Regions from separate parts of the Anser cygnoides genome. Here region 2 is linked to region 1. The links are chromatin contacts, called in public Hi-C maps. All regions are on one chromosome and are shown on one strand. Each heading gives the region's core, a stretch centred on a gene start, on an enhancer-like site or on the middle of the called end of the contact. The rest is flanking DNA. Distances are from core to core; before and after follow the strand shown. Region 1 overlaps ITPR2 (inositol 1,4,5-trisphosphate receptor type 2). Region 2 holds the start of BHLHE41 (basic helix-loop-helix family member e41).

What was found. A called contact is a pair of places that touch in the nucleus more often than the background predicts.
Region 2: a Hi-C map of liver shows a contact between it and region 1, with 1.7 times the contacts expected there. The contact joins two enhancer-like sites. A contact is called at or near these places in 3 of 7 Hi-C or Micro-C datasets (granulosa cells and liver).

Annotation. Positions count from the first base shown.
Region 1 is chr1:76,792,192-76,799,487 of Taihu_goose_T2T_genome, forward strand. All of the region lies in intron 36 of ITPR2 (inositol 1,4,5-trisphosphate receptor type 2), which reads left to right. Among named protein-coding and RNA genes, the nearest start is that of SSPN, 150 kb to the right of the region's middle. Within about 2 kb of position 2,265, at least 2 of the 3 cell types and tissues checked have open chromatin away from gene starts, as enhancers often do. A contact at or near this core is called in liver, where this site is marked.
Region 2 is chr1:76,966,103-76,973,028 of Taihu_goose_T2T_genome, forward strand. It overlaps BHLHE41 (basic helix-loop-helix family member e41), which reads left to right and starts at 6,167. Exons shown (of 6, transcript XR_010832790.1): 1 at 6,167-6,554; 2 at 6,720-6,783. Within about 2 kb of position 2,024, at least 1 of the 3 cell types and tissues checked has open chromatin away from gene starts, as enhancers often do. A contact at or near this core is called in liver, where this site is marked.

The DNA.
Region 1 (7,296 bases), core at 1,015-3,514:
CATTCCTATTTCTCTACACACTTCTTCCTTTTCTCTCTGTTTCATTCTGATTTTTAGCTAAAGACAGACTTTATTTGAGAGCAGGAAAGGAAGTGTTGCTGGGATGATGTTTTCTTTTGAACTAGCCAATAGTTTATGGCTAGTTTTAGATGCTTATGCATCTTAAGTTCAGTGCTTTGACTGCCCCACTCAAGAACCGTGAGGTAATAAAATCAGAGTAAATTAAATGCGTTTTCTCAAGCCCTCTGCATGATTCCGAACTATTAATTTCACGCTACAGCTTTGCCAGATGAAAAGGAGCTACTTTATTGCCCCAGACTGCACAGTGCACGTACATCTCCATCTTCCAGTAGGGGCCCCCAAAGCCACAGGAGGTGGCAAGCCAGCCGCTGGGCAGCTGCAGCTGTGCACAAAGGGGCTCTTTCAGACATGTTCTTGCTAGAAAAGCACATGTGCAGCTAAAACAAGTTACAGTGCCCATCTGACTTGAGCAAGAGCCACCTGGGGAAACAGTCTTATTTTTTAATGAGGTTGGTGAATATATATATTGCACTAATGCTTGTTTCTGACTTGGTCGACACTGTGTGTTTGGGCCCAGACTGACTTCATTCTAGATTTTTGTGCTGTGAGATGGGTCGCTGAAGGACAAGGTAAGGGAACTGATCTCCCCTCTGACAGGCTGGCTGCTTGAATATGTTGTCACTTTTTGCCGTGAGTCTGTTGCCCAGTCCCTGCACTCCTTGCAGTGTGTCGCTGCGGTGGAACGTGGCGGGGCAGCAGAGGGTACTTTCAAGTACCATAAGCCATCTCCTGTTTTGGGCTTCTCTCCAGAGGACCAAATGACTCACCTTCAAAGGTCTCTCTGAAAGTAGAACCAGGACTTTGTGTATGACAGTGCAGAACCTAGCAGTTGGCTTGGTGCCCATTTTGTCTGCCTTAAATCAAGCGAACAGTGTGCTCTTGGGCTTTGTGAATGAAAGATTTGTTGAACAAATAGTATGAAGTCTTAACAAACACTGATTTAGTAAGCTTGGCTTTGGATTATCTGCATAAATTCTTGTTCTGAAGTTGGCTTCTATTGGGAAAAAGCACGCCTTTTTTATTTGCTGAAATGTTGGCATACATGAAAGGAGTCACTTCTCGAGTCATACAGACTTCAAAGACTCATCCTGCTGTGCTGGCTAGCTGGAGTTGCAATGCCCTTTCTCCTGAAGGAGTAATTTTGGGTCAAGGTGGCTCCAAAAACCTACAGTCCAAAGGAAGACAAAACACAGAGACGAGGACATAGCACTGTCCATTACAGAGTGCCCCGTGGTGTACGGACACTGAAGATGAGTATGTGTGGGATGGCTGGCAGCTTGCAGCTCAGTAAGTCGGATGTCGGTATGAGGCTGGTGCAGGTTGTGATGCATGTTAACTGTGTGCTTCTCCCAGCACTCAGCTGTGACCTGCAGCTTTTGTATTTGGCGATGCAGATCTGCAGATGGTGAAACTGGTAGGAATCCCATTGCCTGAAGTGCATCTAGCCCCTGCCTTTGACATGGGGAGGAGCGTGCTTTTATCCCCAGCAGTTAATATATATCCATTATTAAGTAATGCCTGCCTTGTCTGTGGAAAAATCCCTTCAGGTGAGTCATACCTGGCGTGATCAATATGTGCTAGGCAGAAGAGAGCAGTTACCAGACCTCCCTGCACGTGCTCAGGGGCTGCTTAGGGCACAAGCCCGGAGATGTCTCGAGTGGGCCGGGAAGGAGCAGGGACATGGCCTCTGGCCTCTGTGCACCTTGGGGTGGGGGTGAAAGGCGCAGTCAGTTGGGTGACCCCCCTCTCAGGGGCTCGCCAGGCCCCAGACCCCATGGCGAGCAGCAGGTGCCTGAGGAACACACGGGTGGCCGCTCTCCAGCTGGCAGTGCCGCAGCCTGTGCTCCCCTGGGAACACCCTCAGTTAGGCGGGGAGGCCAGCTCCCGTGGCCCCCCAGTGTGGGGCAGCCAGTGTGAGGAGACAGCTTTTACCTTGGACGCTGTGCGTGTCTTCACCCGCTCTAATCTCCTCCGCCTCGTGAGCAATTTAATGAACTGTTTTGGCTGGTGGGGGGGAGAGGTCCCGTTCTCCCATGCTGCTGCAAAAGGTCCCCAAAACATATGAGCGTACATGTGAGTGGGGCGCGCAGGCTGGGGCTGCAGGGCATGATGGCAGGAGAGGCCAGCCGCCAAGCCGATGAGGCGAGGAAGAGCGCCGTCCTCCCCGGCCAGCAGCCGCGCGTGATTATGTAACGCCTGCAGTGTCTGGCACCGCGCTCCGGCAGAGGCCGTCACGTGTCGTGCAACGCTCTTGGCCCTGAAATTCAATTAGGTTGCGCCGAACGATCGTGAGTCTGCATGAGATAAGCTTTTACTGTTACACACTAGAAAGCAAATGGGTTGATTAGCTTCTCATGAATTGATAAATTGCTCCTGTAATTCCAGCAAGGGTATTTGCATTGCGTATACATCATCATGCCACCAAAAAGAGCCTGAAATTAAGCATTATGTAACCTGGCTCAAACAGCAACAACAACAGCAGCAACAAAAGGAAACAAACAACGATCTCTCCTCATTCTGCCCTGCCCTGCCACTGCCAAAAGATCACAGAAAAAGGTTTTGTTGCTGCTTCGCAGAGGGCTTTGGTCCTTGTCTTGTTTGCCTCTAAAAGCAGCTTCACAGGCAGAAGAGCGGACTCTTCAGGTTTCACTGTGACTGACAGGACAGGTTGGTTGTCAAGAGTCTGACAGTTTTGGCAAAGCCTGCTGGTTTGCAGACACTGAAGTTTGTGCATGCAGGTGGCCTGTTAGTACTTTTCATAAATTATTTTCTATGTGAGACTCCCTAGTGGCGTTACACAGGGGTGTCTGTATGAAGTTGCAAACATTCTTGCCACAAACCTCTTGCCTTTTACTCAGTTCTCTGCAGAAAGAAGGTCCTGTGACTGTGGGGAGAAAAAAAAAAACACACAGAAAAAAAACACTGGGAGGAACTGGAGCAACTTAAAATTAAAGCAACAGTTTTTATTAATAAGCAGCCAAAGAACAAATTGACATAACAGAACTGAAGGGCAGAGAAGTGATTTCCCCCATCCCCCACTCTGTAATGTTCACCCCACTATTTCTCCAAAATACCTTTTTTTAATCCATCGTTCCCCTTCTTCTAGAAGCTAATGTTCGTTGTCTTACCCTTGAAAAGAATAATATTGTTGCCCAGGAACTGAGAAGAAACCAAACCCTCTGAAATTTTAAGCTGTATTAAATCTTCTCTGCTTTCTTAGGGCCAGAATGTACTGTTTACAGGCAGTCTGCATAGTAGTCAAAACATTTTCCTCTTAAACATTTCCCCTGCCACCAATATAGTAAGAAAATAGTCATTTATAAAGCTATGCTTGCAACAAAATCCAATGTTGCTTGATAAGATCAGGTATACTGGTTGTGCATTTGGGGAATATTCAGCAAATAATACTACTTTATATGATACATGCTCTATTATCCTATATTTATTATATTTTCAAGAGGAAGATATTGTTGGAGTCACTTTTTTTTATTAATAAGCATCACAAAATTATATTTTTCTGATGTTTAGTGGAGATTTTTCTACGCCTTTCTATTTCTCTTCCACTGTCTTTTCACCTCATCTCTGTATACGCAGTTAACATACTGATGTTTAAATATACATTGTGATGTGTAGTTACATAACCCTGTTCTGCAAGGAGCTGAGAAGTCATCTTTGACTTCCTTCTGACTCTTTTTTAAAACTAACAGCTTTTATGGATAATCTATCACTATTAAAAGACGGAGGGAGGCATGCTGCAGCTACATAAAGATCATTTTACACAAATCGGAATAAAATAATACAAATTATACTGCAACAAATATTATATGCTACATTTCTGCTAGCCAGCAAGTCTTAAATCCAGAGTGTATTGATGTGTTTGCTAACGAGTGGATACTGAGTTGATTTAATGAGTTGGTGGTGCAGTCGGTGACTGCTCATTATCATCAGAGAATTTAACTTGCTGCAGCAACTCAGAAAATAAATGAGTATAGCTCAGACTGGACTCTGCTGTAAGTGAATTGAGAACTTTTCCTCTCTTCAGCTCTACCAGAGCTTGGTTCCCAGTGCTTCACAGTAGCCATTTGGAGCTGTATTTAAGATCTTTTTACCATACATTGGTGATCCATCCAAGGATGCCTAAGGCAGTGATTCCAGACCCTGCCTCTTTGCCAGATTGCAGGGCTGAGGAAGAGGCAGTGCCCAAGTAGGTAAGCAGAGCCAGAGGTCTTTGTAGATGGAGATTAATAACATTCTCCCTCTCAGAAATGGTGACCACTGTTTTCCCAAGCTGTGCGAGAATATTAGGGCACCAGTTATTGTCTAACAGGCATTACAGGAGAAAGAGGAGCTATAAAGGTGTGGAAAGCTCTAAACACAACTTGAGCAGGTTAGAGTGCTTGCAGACAAAAGCAAGTCAGAAGTCCTGGTTAGCTCTGCCAGTGGCTTTGTATGATGTTAGACTGGTCAAATTAAAACATGCTGTTCAGATACCAGTTACAGAAAAAACATAAAGCCCTCACATTTTGCTGGTTTGTAGGGATTTATTCCTTAGCTATCAACGTGCCCACAAAGCTGTGGGTTAGTAGATACTGCTGAAGCACAGCGTATCTATAGATATGAGGGCTGGAGCACTTCTCCTCTGCAGAAAGGTTGAGGGAACTGGGCTTGTTAGCTTGGAGAAGAGAAGGCTCTGGGGAGACCTCATTGCGGCCTTCCAGTACTTGAAGGGAGCGTACAAACAGGAGGGGGAACGCCTGTTTACGTGTGTTGGTAGTGATAGGACAAGGGGGAATGGTTTAAACTAAGATGGGAGATTTAGGTTAAATAGTAGGAGAAAGTTTTTTACTCAGAGGGTGGTGAGGCACTGGAACAGGTTGCCCAGAGAGGTTGTGGATGCCCCATCCCTGGAGGCATTCAAGGCCAGGCTGGATGCAGTTCTGGGCAGCCTGCTCTAGTGTCTGGCAACCCTGCCCAGAGCAGGGGGGTTGAAACTAGATGATCTTTAAGTTCCTTTTCAACCCAGGCCATTCTGTGATTCTATGATATCTATAACAATGGAATTCATTTTATTTTGGAGTTGGTAGAAAATCGGTGTCCCTCTAGCTTAGGGTCTAAGTACAGTACAAGAGGTTTACGTGTATGCATTTCAAAACAAAAGTTCTTTACCCTTACAATATACAATTAAAGGTATAACTGATTCATTTTCTCCCTCTCCAGTGCAGAATTTTAGAATACAGCTCTTGACTGCTAGGTGCATTGCTGCTCTCGCAGGATTTTACACAGAGCTGGAACTCATAGATGTATGTAATAAAACTTTAAAACTGTGTCAAGTTTTGGAAATGTTCACCTGTGGGGGAGAAAGAAGGTGGAAAAAAAAAAAGCTAACCTACAGAGAATTTTAAAAATAGACCAAGTCCTCCAGGAATTCAATTACAGATGCCTGCCAGCTGCTTCCTCTGCCTGGGACCCACGTTTCTAGCTTCTCTGTTCCTCTGGATGTTCCTTGCAGGGGAACAGCCCGTGTGACATGACTCATGAACAGATGGATTGGTGAGAGAGGTGCTCAGGTATGGACTCCCCTGCTATCCCCCCATCCCACCTGCTGCTTGGGCCATCCTTTCATAGTCACGATTTGAGCTGTGCAATTGTTGTACAATGTGGATACCGGCTGTGCGGCTACTGCTGGGACTAGCACTTTATTCTCATGCTATGTGCAATGACTTTTTGAAAAGCTTTTTATTTAGGCCCTGTAGCACTGCATCTTACAAAAAAACATCATAAGAATCCCATCTTCTTGGATCTGTATTCTGGCTGAGTTCACAGGCAGACATTACATCCCCCATTTGCTAAAACACTGAAGTGCAGATGCAGAGCAAAACTGCAGGCTTCATTTCCCCAGAAAATATATGCAGATTGTAATATATTTGCTCATAAAGGCATACACTGGATTTTCCCATAATATGGACCCTGCCCTTAAGGAATGGCTTCCAAACTCATAGTCCAGAGTCAAAAAAATAAAAAATAAAAAAAAAATGTGTGTGCTTATTAAATTACATGTACTGTCTTTTGTTGTGTATCGTCCTTTTTGGTCTGGTTGCAAATGATTCAGCTGTCCAGTTCCAGTAGAACATTTTCCAGCAATGTCATTTGGATGCAATACTCTTTCTGGTATTGTCCTGTTTTACCCCCATAGGCTTTCTGAGTGTGTGTGCCCATCTGTGTGTGGCAGTGGCAGGAGCTTTCTATCCAGTCTAGCTGTCTGCAGGATCTCACTGGTTCTGTGCTGCCTCGGTCTCTTGGGTATCGTTTCACTCTTTGATTGGGAAGAATATGGTTTGAGGGCTTGTGGCAGAAATTCATTTACTAATTCATAGGGGAGGGAAGTGGGGGATGGGAGGGGAGGGAAGGGAAATAATTCTTTGGTACAGAACAACAATCCTCCAAGGACATAGTTACAGCATTTCTTGTTAAAGTACAACGTGTTTGTTTTCAAATCATGTAGAAAATGCCATGATTCTGTGGCTTAGGCTATTGCTTTCTTAAGACACAGCTATGATGCTGGGGCAGATGCAGCTGCTCTGGGCTGAGCAGTTCCCTACTGGATGTCTGGTCCCACTGATTTCAGGGGAAACTACTTATTCACAGGTCTTCATGTAACGTGATATTGCTGCCTGACAGCTGGAGACATGAAATTGAATGCTAAGCTTGATTTAAGATTTCTCAGTGATTTTTAATTTTGATGCAGGGATTCCAGCAGAACTGCATTCAATTAAGAACCTGATCCATAGCTCTTAGATTTAACTATGGGATGTGTCTGCTTACAGTTTGCAGTGCTGCCCTGCAGTAGGGATCCTTATGCTAGCTTCAGATCAACTCATTAACTAATTTCCGTAGCAGCATTGTGCAGTTACCCTTTCTGGTTCTGTTTTGTTTCATGTTTTCTGAGGTTTCTGTCCATAATGTTGTATGGCTGCACCCCCAGACTCCCAGTTCAGATTTGATGTTAAAATCAAGCAGTTGTTTGCTGTTTATATATGTATATATACTTTTTTTTTCCCTGCATAAGATATTAGATTAGGTTATGGGTTGAAGCTTCCACGTTTTGTTTTTAAAAGAGTCCAATACCTTTGTGTAAGTGCTATGAAGCTGATGTCTGAGAAGCATAAGCGTCATAGCAAGTCACTGGAGCTGACAGATTTCAAAGAGCTGTAGCTG
Region 2 (6,926 bases), core at 774-3,273, 170 kb after region 1:
TTCTATCTCGGTCCTGCTGCTTAAAAGCTCGACACACCAGTTCCCTCCAGATCTGTATGCCCTTATGCACTCTTGCCATGTAGCAAAAGGACAGGCAGGGTGGTCTGAGGGCAGTTTTAAGCAGAAAGTCTACAATGAAAGAGACAGAAAAAGCACTATTATGTCTTCTGCTCCTACAGGTTAACCAGGAATTTGTGGCCTTGAAGATTATCCCAGCTCAGAGGAGAACCTGATTATGAATTTAGAGGCCCTGTCACTGGAGTCCTGTTTCACAAAACAACAACAACAACAACAACAACAAACAAACAAACAAAAAACCACTAAGCCTTCCCTCCTGAGCCCAAGAGGACTTGTACAACAGGAGCCTGGGTCTTGCTCTTTTGCGGTGGGACTGAGCCCCCAACTCAGCCCCCTCCTTTGTCCTGCATGAGCTCTAAATGACTAGGCTGTAATAAACCCAGGCCAAAGAGAATGAGGGAAAATCATTCAAGAAGTGATGAGTGACACATTCTTACTTATCTGTAATTACCCTGTATGCTGCAGCAAGGTATTTTCCTATCACTAATCCGAAACATTTTTGCTCCCCTTTCTCAGTTTTCCTGCTCCTTGATTTATTTTTAGACAGCCACTTGCAGCACACTCCCCAGGTGCATTCAGGATTTCTGGAGGCTCTCTTTTCATAACTACTTTTGCAATTACAGAAGAGTGGAGGAAGAGTGAGACCCAGAAATTTTCTTTTCCAATATGTTTTTACACAGAGCATTTTCTAATGGGCAGCACTGGATTTTGTTTCAGGACCCCACTGTACTCTGTGTATCACCGTAAATATCCAGGTCAGTACTACAGGCCCTTAGACGGCAAGTCCTACAGTGTTGCTCTAGGCTTATCCTTTCTAAGATTCTCTCCCTGTTTTTTTTAAGACTGTAAGATATCCCAGATTTCCACTTAAAAAAAAAAAAATTGATCTAACTATATGTATATATATTCGGACCATGTGTCCCTATGCATGATCCAAAACCCTTTGTTCCTCTCCTGAAACTCTACAAAAAGTCATGCTGGAGCCCTAAGGTTTTCACCAGAACGATGAAGAAGGGGTTTGCTGCTCCTAAGGTGTGTGAAAGCACTTCGATATGCTGGGTCTTACCACTTGATGCAGTTCCGAGGAGGAGTCCAGTTGACTACAAGTCTGCAGAAAAACATTCCACCAACCCTTCAGGCTGTGGTCACATGGAGATGTTTTAGGGATCCCAGCCACCTCACAGATCTGTTGAAATGTTCTGGATGCAGTGTTTCTCCCTTGAGCACTGGGCAATCATGCCATACCTCCTAGGACTTGGAGGGAGACGATGTCTTTCATTTGGACATCTGGCACCAGTGTCCTAACAGACAAGCTTCGGGGCATTTTGTGAAATAGTCTGCAGCTCCCAGAATCTACTTCAGACAGAAACACAAGAACATCAGGCAATGCAGTCCATTAATGAAATGACTCTGTCAGACACTACTTCATGGTGTCTCCCTGTGTTTCTGTGGGACCGTTATTTGCAATAGGGGCATTAATCTGCACACATTTTCAATGACCTTCCTGAATCTTGCCCAATAGAATTTTTCCCTTAGCTTAGCTAAGTTTTTTTGGAAATGTATAGACAGTCAGGACAGTTCAAAACATTTGCCAGTTTTTAAATAATAATCTCAGAACCTCCCGCTCCAGTCATCACTGAACACAGTTCTCCACAGGTTGTTTCCATGCACTGTAACTTTTATGCGGTATTTTATCTTTAACTCCAAACTTTCTCACCATGACCAGAGCGCTTTTTCCCTTGGTACTCCAAGGATACACATTGTTGTACTCCAGAGGTGTACCTTGTTTCAGGACAGTTGGGTTTCCCAGCTCACTTTCTAGCTACTGAGATGCTTTCTGTGAAGCACCTGCTGACACAGGCTGGTTTGGGAGCCCATGTTCCCTCTCTGGCATTGCCCTTCCTCAGTCTCCTTGGGTGAACTAGAAGCATTTACACACCTACAACTTGTAAGAGAGGAAACAAGCGTCCATCCTCTTTAAGAATCATCGACGTTGCTTGCATTTAGCCCCGGAGCCACTGCCAGGCCTAGGCACCACTGCTACTCTGTTTGTGCCCACGTGTAGTTCAATGTGCAGCTGCAAAGCTGACATTTTTCTTTATGCTTGGGCAAACTGCATTTGGGATTCCTAAGCCCACAGAGTGAGCTATAGTGGGGATGCACAGTCTGCCTTTACTGTAGTGTTCCTCCTGTGCAAATCCTAACACAACTTATCTGCAAATTGAACCACTGGGAAGAATTGCACTAGTTAAAACTGCTAAAACTCTTTCTGTTGGCCACTGAAATGTTCTCCCTCTGTCACCCTACCTGTGCAAGTGTTTTGCAATGTTAGCAAATCTACAAACAAACCTTCTGTAACAGGAGCAGAGTCCTACCAACCTGTACCTCCATGAGTGGCTGGGGAGAGGGCCAGCTCCACAAAGTCTCAGGGATTTCTTTATTTCAGTGGAAATTCCCCATCACCAGCTGTGTGGCAGAGGTAACTTACGGGCTTTTGGAACAGCTCCCTTTCCTTTGGGACCAGTTACAGGCTGCCAGCCTTGAACTTATCACCAGCCATGTGTAACTGCACCTACCACTTCTTGTCCAAAGGTCTCAGCGTGCACCCATAAATAGCATAAGTGCAACAGACCTCTTGAAAGGCTGAGGCCATTCAAGGCCTCCTGATGGTGTGGTGTGACATACTTTCCCCACCAGCCTCTGCAGCAGAGCTGGTGCATTATGTAAGGCCCAACCATCACTGAAGCACCAGATGATCAGGCTTTGCTGAGAAAGCAATTTTCCTCATCCTCCAGCTCCACTTCTTGCTGCCAATGCACAGCTTTGAGGTGCATTGTGAGTGACCAAGCTGAACCTAAGGGTACTGTCATTCACGGACACAGCTTCTTGGCAGTGACTGCAGAGGGGGAATTGAGGGGGAGGTTATTTTACTTGTTCCTGGTTGCTGCTCCTGCAAAACTCCCAGCAGACAGATGGGGATCGCTTCTGTTTCACCCCCACAAGATCTGAGCTGTTGGGTAAGGCCCCAGGTCTCCAAGCAGGTTTCAGACCTCCCACCAGCCAGGGCTGGAAGTGGCCTCAGGCTGAAGCCACCTTTAATTTTACTGCCCCAGGAGACAGGACAACTTTTAACTGCAGCCCAGCTACCTGCAAATGGTTTGCTTCACTTGAGACAAATCTTTAAAGGGAATTTCCAAACCGACGGCACAGTTCCTGGTGTTTATCACGCAGTTACACCCACACAGCGCTGAGGACTGGCCTGCCCCCCATCACACCTGACTTTCTGGTCCAGTGCCTCTGTTTCGTTGATCTGACTTTCCCAGGTTTGGATGTGTCTGTGCTCTCCTGTCCCCACTATTCCTCTTGAGCTGATCAGCTCGGTCAGTGGTAGCCCAAGTACCACTCCAGGTTGCCTAGTCTGGTAGAGTTTGGGCCATTTCTAATATCACCCAGGCCATGGGGTTCCACAGCCTAGGACTGCCTCAGTGACCAACCTCCCCCTCGTAGTTTGTTTTGTTTTGTTTTGTTTTGTTTTGAATTGGTTTTGAACAATAGCGGGCCCTGATCTCTGCCCCTCCAGGCTGGCTGTAACCCCATTGCTGCAGCTGGCTGGGCGTTCTGCTCTCATCCAGCGCTGCAGAGGCCTTGCTGCACCTTGTGTCTCCTCTCGGCCCACCACCTTCCCTCAGTCAGGTCGTTTTATTTCTGCTTCAGAATTCAGCTGTGTGTCTGCATGGCCGCCGTCTCCCTCATTTTACATTCTTCAGGTATGCGTGGCAGTCTGAAATGGAAAGTTCTCTTCTTCCTCTCTGCACTAGCCACAGAGCTGCGTTGACAGGACTGCTGGTGACTGACCAGCCTCTCACCAATGTCTGCTTCCTGGCCTCATGCTCTGCTGCAACCAATGATTTAAGCACCTTGGCAAACTCCTCTGCCTCTCACAGTGTCTTTGGCTTCCCATTAAACACATTAAGAGATACCGCTTCTGGCTCAGGAAGTCTCTGCACCGTGGGCCACTGGGACCTGGGGGATGGGGCTGGGGAGCTTTCCTCGCACGCAGACTCTGCTCACTCGCTCCTCCCTAGGCATCTCCTGCTGGACACTGGGACAGCCAGACCTCTTTTTTGACCCAGTTTTTGTCTGCTCTCATTTTGATTTTTCCCTTGGTCTCCATCTGGTCATCCCATAAGTGAAAATCTATGCGTAGGCTGATGTCCAATTTACCCCAAAAGTCCTTGTTAATACCTTCACGAATACGGTGCTCCTAGGCACTGTATCTTGAAGGCATTCATTCCCTTACGCCATGGTTATTGACTGACTTGAATAAACCTCCCAAATGGAGTCTCCTCAAAGAGGGTGGCTTTTGCAAGGACCCAGCTGGGACAGGCATTCTGATTCGTTCCTCCTAGGCTGAAAATGGTGGTGATCATTTGGGATTAGCGGTGCCCTGGCTAGCCCTTGTCTCCGGCAGGAGGCTGTTTTTGCCCTGTGGTGACCTGCAAACCTCTGATATCCTTTTCCAAGTGATTTTTCAGCTTCTTAACTCTTTGCTGTGATTCATCTTGGCTTGTAAATTGGTCAAAGCTTTTCTTCTGCCGCTTATTTTCTGAAAAACATTCTTTTCCATGATGGTCATGCTGCTGATCACCTCTTTGATCCATCTTGCCATTTTAAACTGGGAATCTTCCAGGAGAATTTTGCACTCCCTCTGGACACTGAAGCCTTTTATCCTTGTCTGCAGGTGACCTCTTATAAACCTCTCTTAGAAGTTTCCAGATGTTGCTTGAACTTCTCTTGCAAAGCCTCCAGCTGTCTCAGATCATGTTTTGCACCTTTTGATCATTTTCGATTTCCGTTCCCACCCGGTTTCAGAGGAATCCCACGATCAGGATTTCTCCTCCTGCAAGCTAAGTCTCGCTCCGGATGTTGTTGCTGTAATTTGAACATTTGCAGGTTGTCCCAGAGAGGATGAAGCTGGCAGAGATGCTCCAGGTGCACCGCAAGGAGGTGCTCCAGAAGTGCTCCCCCCTGCTCCCCACTCCCCTGTATCAGTTAGGGAAAGCAGGCGCCCCACAAGTTCCACACCCCCCCGGCCCCAAAATTCCTCCTCCCGAGGGATCAGGGCCGCAGCCGCCCCCCCCCCCCCCGGCAGCGGCTCGGACCTCTCCCCCCCAAACAACACCTCCCGGCGTGCGGCACCCGGTTTATTTTTAGCCCCTGTTTTCGTGGCACTGGCAACGTGAAAATGCCATCAGGCTGCCGGGAAGGAGCTGCACCAGCCTGCAGTGCCGCTTGCTCTACGGCCGGGAGGCAGGAGCCTGCGGCCCCTCTGCGGAGCCCTCCCCGCTCCCGGCCCCTCGTGCAGACCCGGCGTGGAAAAATCACGAGTCACCCGTGCGTGTGCCCGCGTGGCCGCCTGCCTGTCTGTCTCTGCCTGCCCGCCCGTCTGTCTGTCTGCGTGCGTGCGTGGTGCTGCCATTTCCCAGCGGGCACCTCCCCGCCCACCGCACAGCCTGGGCCCCGCACGTTGCGGCACGGCCGGGGGGAGCGGGGGGCACGGGGGGCAGCGACACGAGCACACGGGCACCGGGGGGGCACGGGGCGGCGGCGGGGGGAGGTAGGGTCACGTTGGCGGCCCTGTGCGCGGGGTGAGGCGGGATTATGTGCGGCAGGGGGGGAATGACAGCAGTGATGGGGACAGGGGAAAGGAACGTTTGAAAAGACAAGCGAAAATAATAAATAATAAAAGTGGAAATAAATAATAAAAGTGAAAATAATAAAAAATGAAATAAAAGTAAATAAAAATAATAAATAAAATAAAATAAAATATAAAGTAAAATAAAATAATGCAAAAAAAAAAGATTAAAACATCAGAAACGCAGGGACAAAACGCGGCGGCAGAGGCGCGCAGGGGAAGCCGGCCTCTTGCAGGGCGGCCCCGGGGGCCGGCGGCGGGGACCCCCCCGTCCCCTCCCCTCCCCTCCGCAGCCCGACGGGGGCTCCCCCCTCCCCGCCCCCCCTTCCCCCGGGCCCCGCCCCAGGCCCCGCCCCCCCGCCCGCCCGGCGCGCGCCGCACGTGAGCCGGGTGCGGGGCTGGCTGGCGGCGCGCGTGCCCCGCGGGCAGGCACGGCTCGGCGCGGCTCGGCGCGGCGGGTGCAAAGTCGCGGCGCTGCGGGCGTGTGAGCGGCGAGCAGGAGCGAGGCGGGCAGGGGGAGCGGCGGAGGCAGCGGGGGGGGCAGAGCCGAGCCGCGCCGAGCCGAGCCGCGCCGCGCCGCCCCACACTTTGGCCGCTGCACGGGAGAGCGGGGCCGGAGGCTGCATGTGCACAGAGCCGCCCGCGGATCTGCAGGGACCGCTCGCAGCATCCCACGGCTTCGACCGAGAGCAGCGACGAGACAGCGACCGCCGCCAGCCATGGATGAAGGAATCCCCCGCCTGCCCGAGCGGCAGCTCCTGGAGCACAGGGATTTTCTGGGGTAAGGCGCCGGCACGCTGCCTCCCGGCTCGGTTCGGCTCGTCTCGGCTCCTGCGGGAAGCGCTGCAGGGCGCCGGAGGCAGTCGGCCGCCGCGCCCGGCTCCGCTCGCCCACTCGGGGTCTCTGGCTCCCGCCGCCGCCGCAGGACCTTTGTGTTTTTCTGCAGGCTGGACTATCCGTCCCTGTACATGTGCAAGCCCAAAAGAGGCATGAAGAGGGACGAGAACAAGGTAAGAGGAAGTTTTCCGGGGCTGCCCGAATTTCTCGGCGCGGCTTCGCCCCCCGGAGCATCCCCGCCGCCGGTCCTTGTCGCTGTCCCCGGGGGGGCGGCGGAGCTCGGCGTGACACTTGTTTTGCTTTTGGTCGGCGTGCC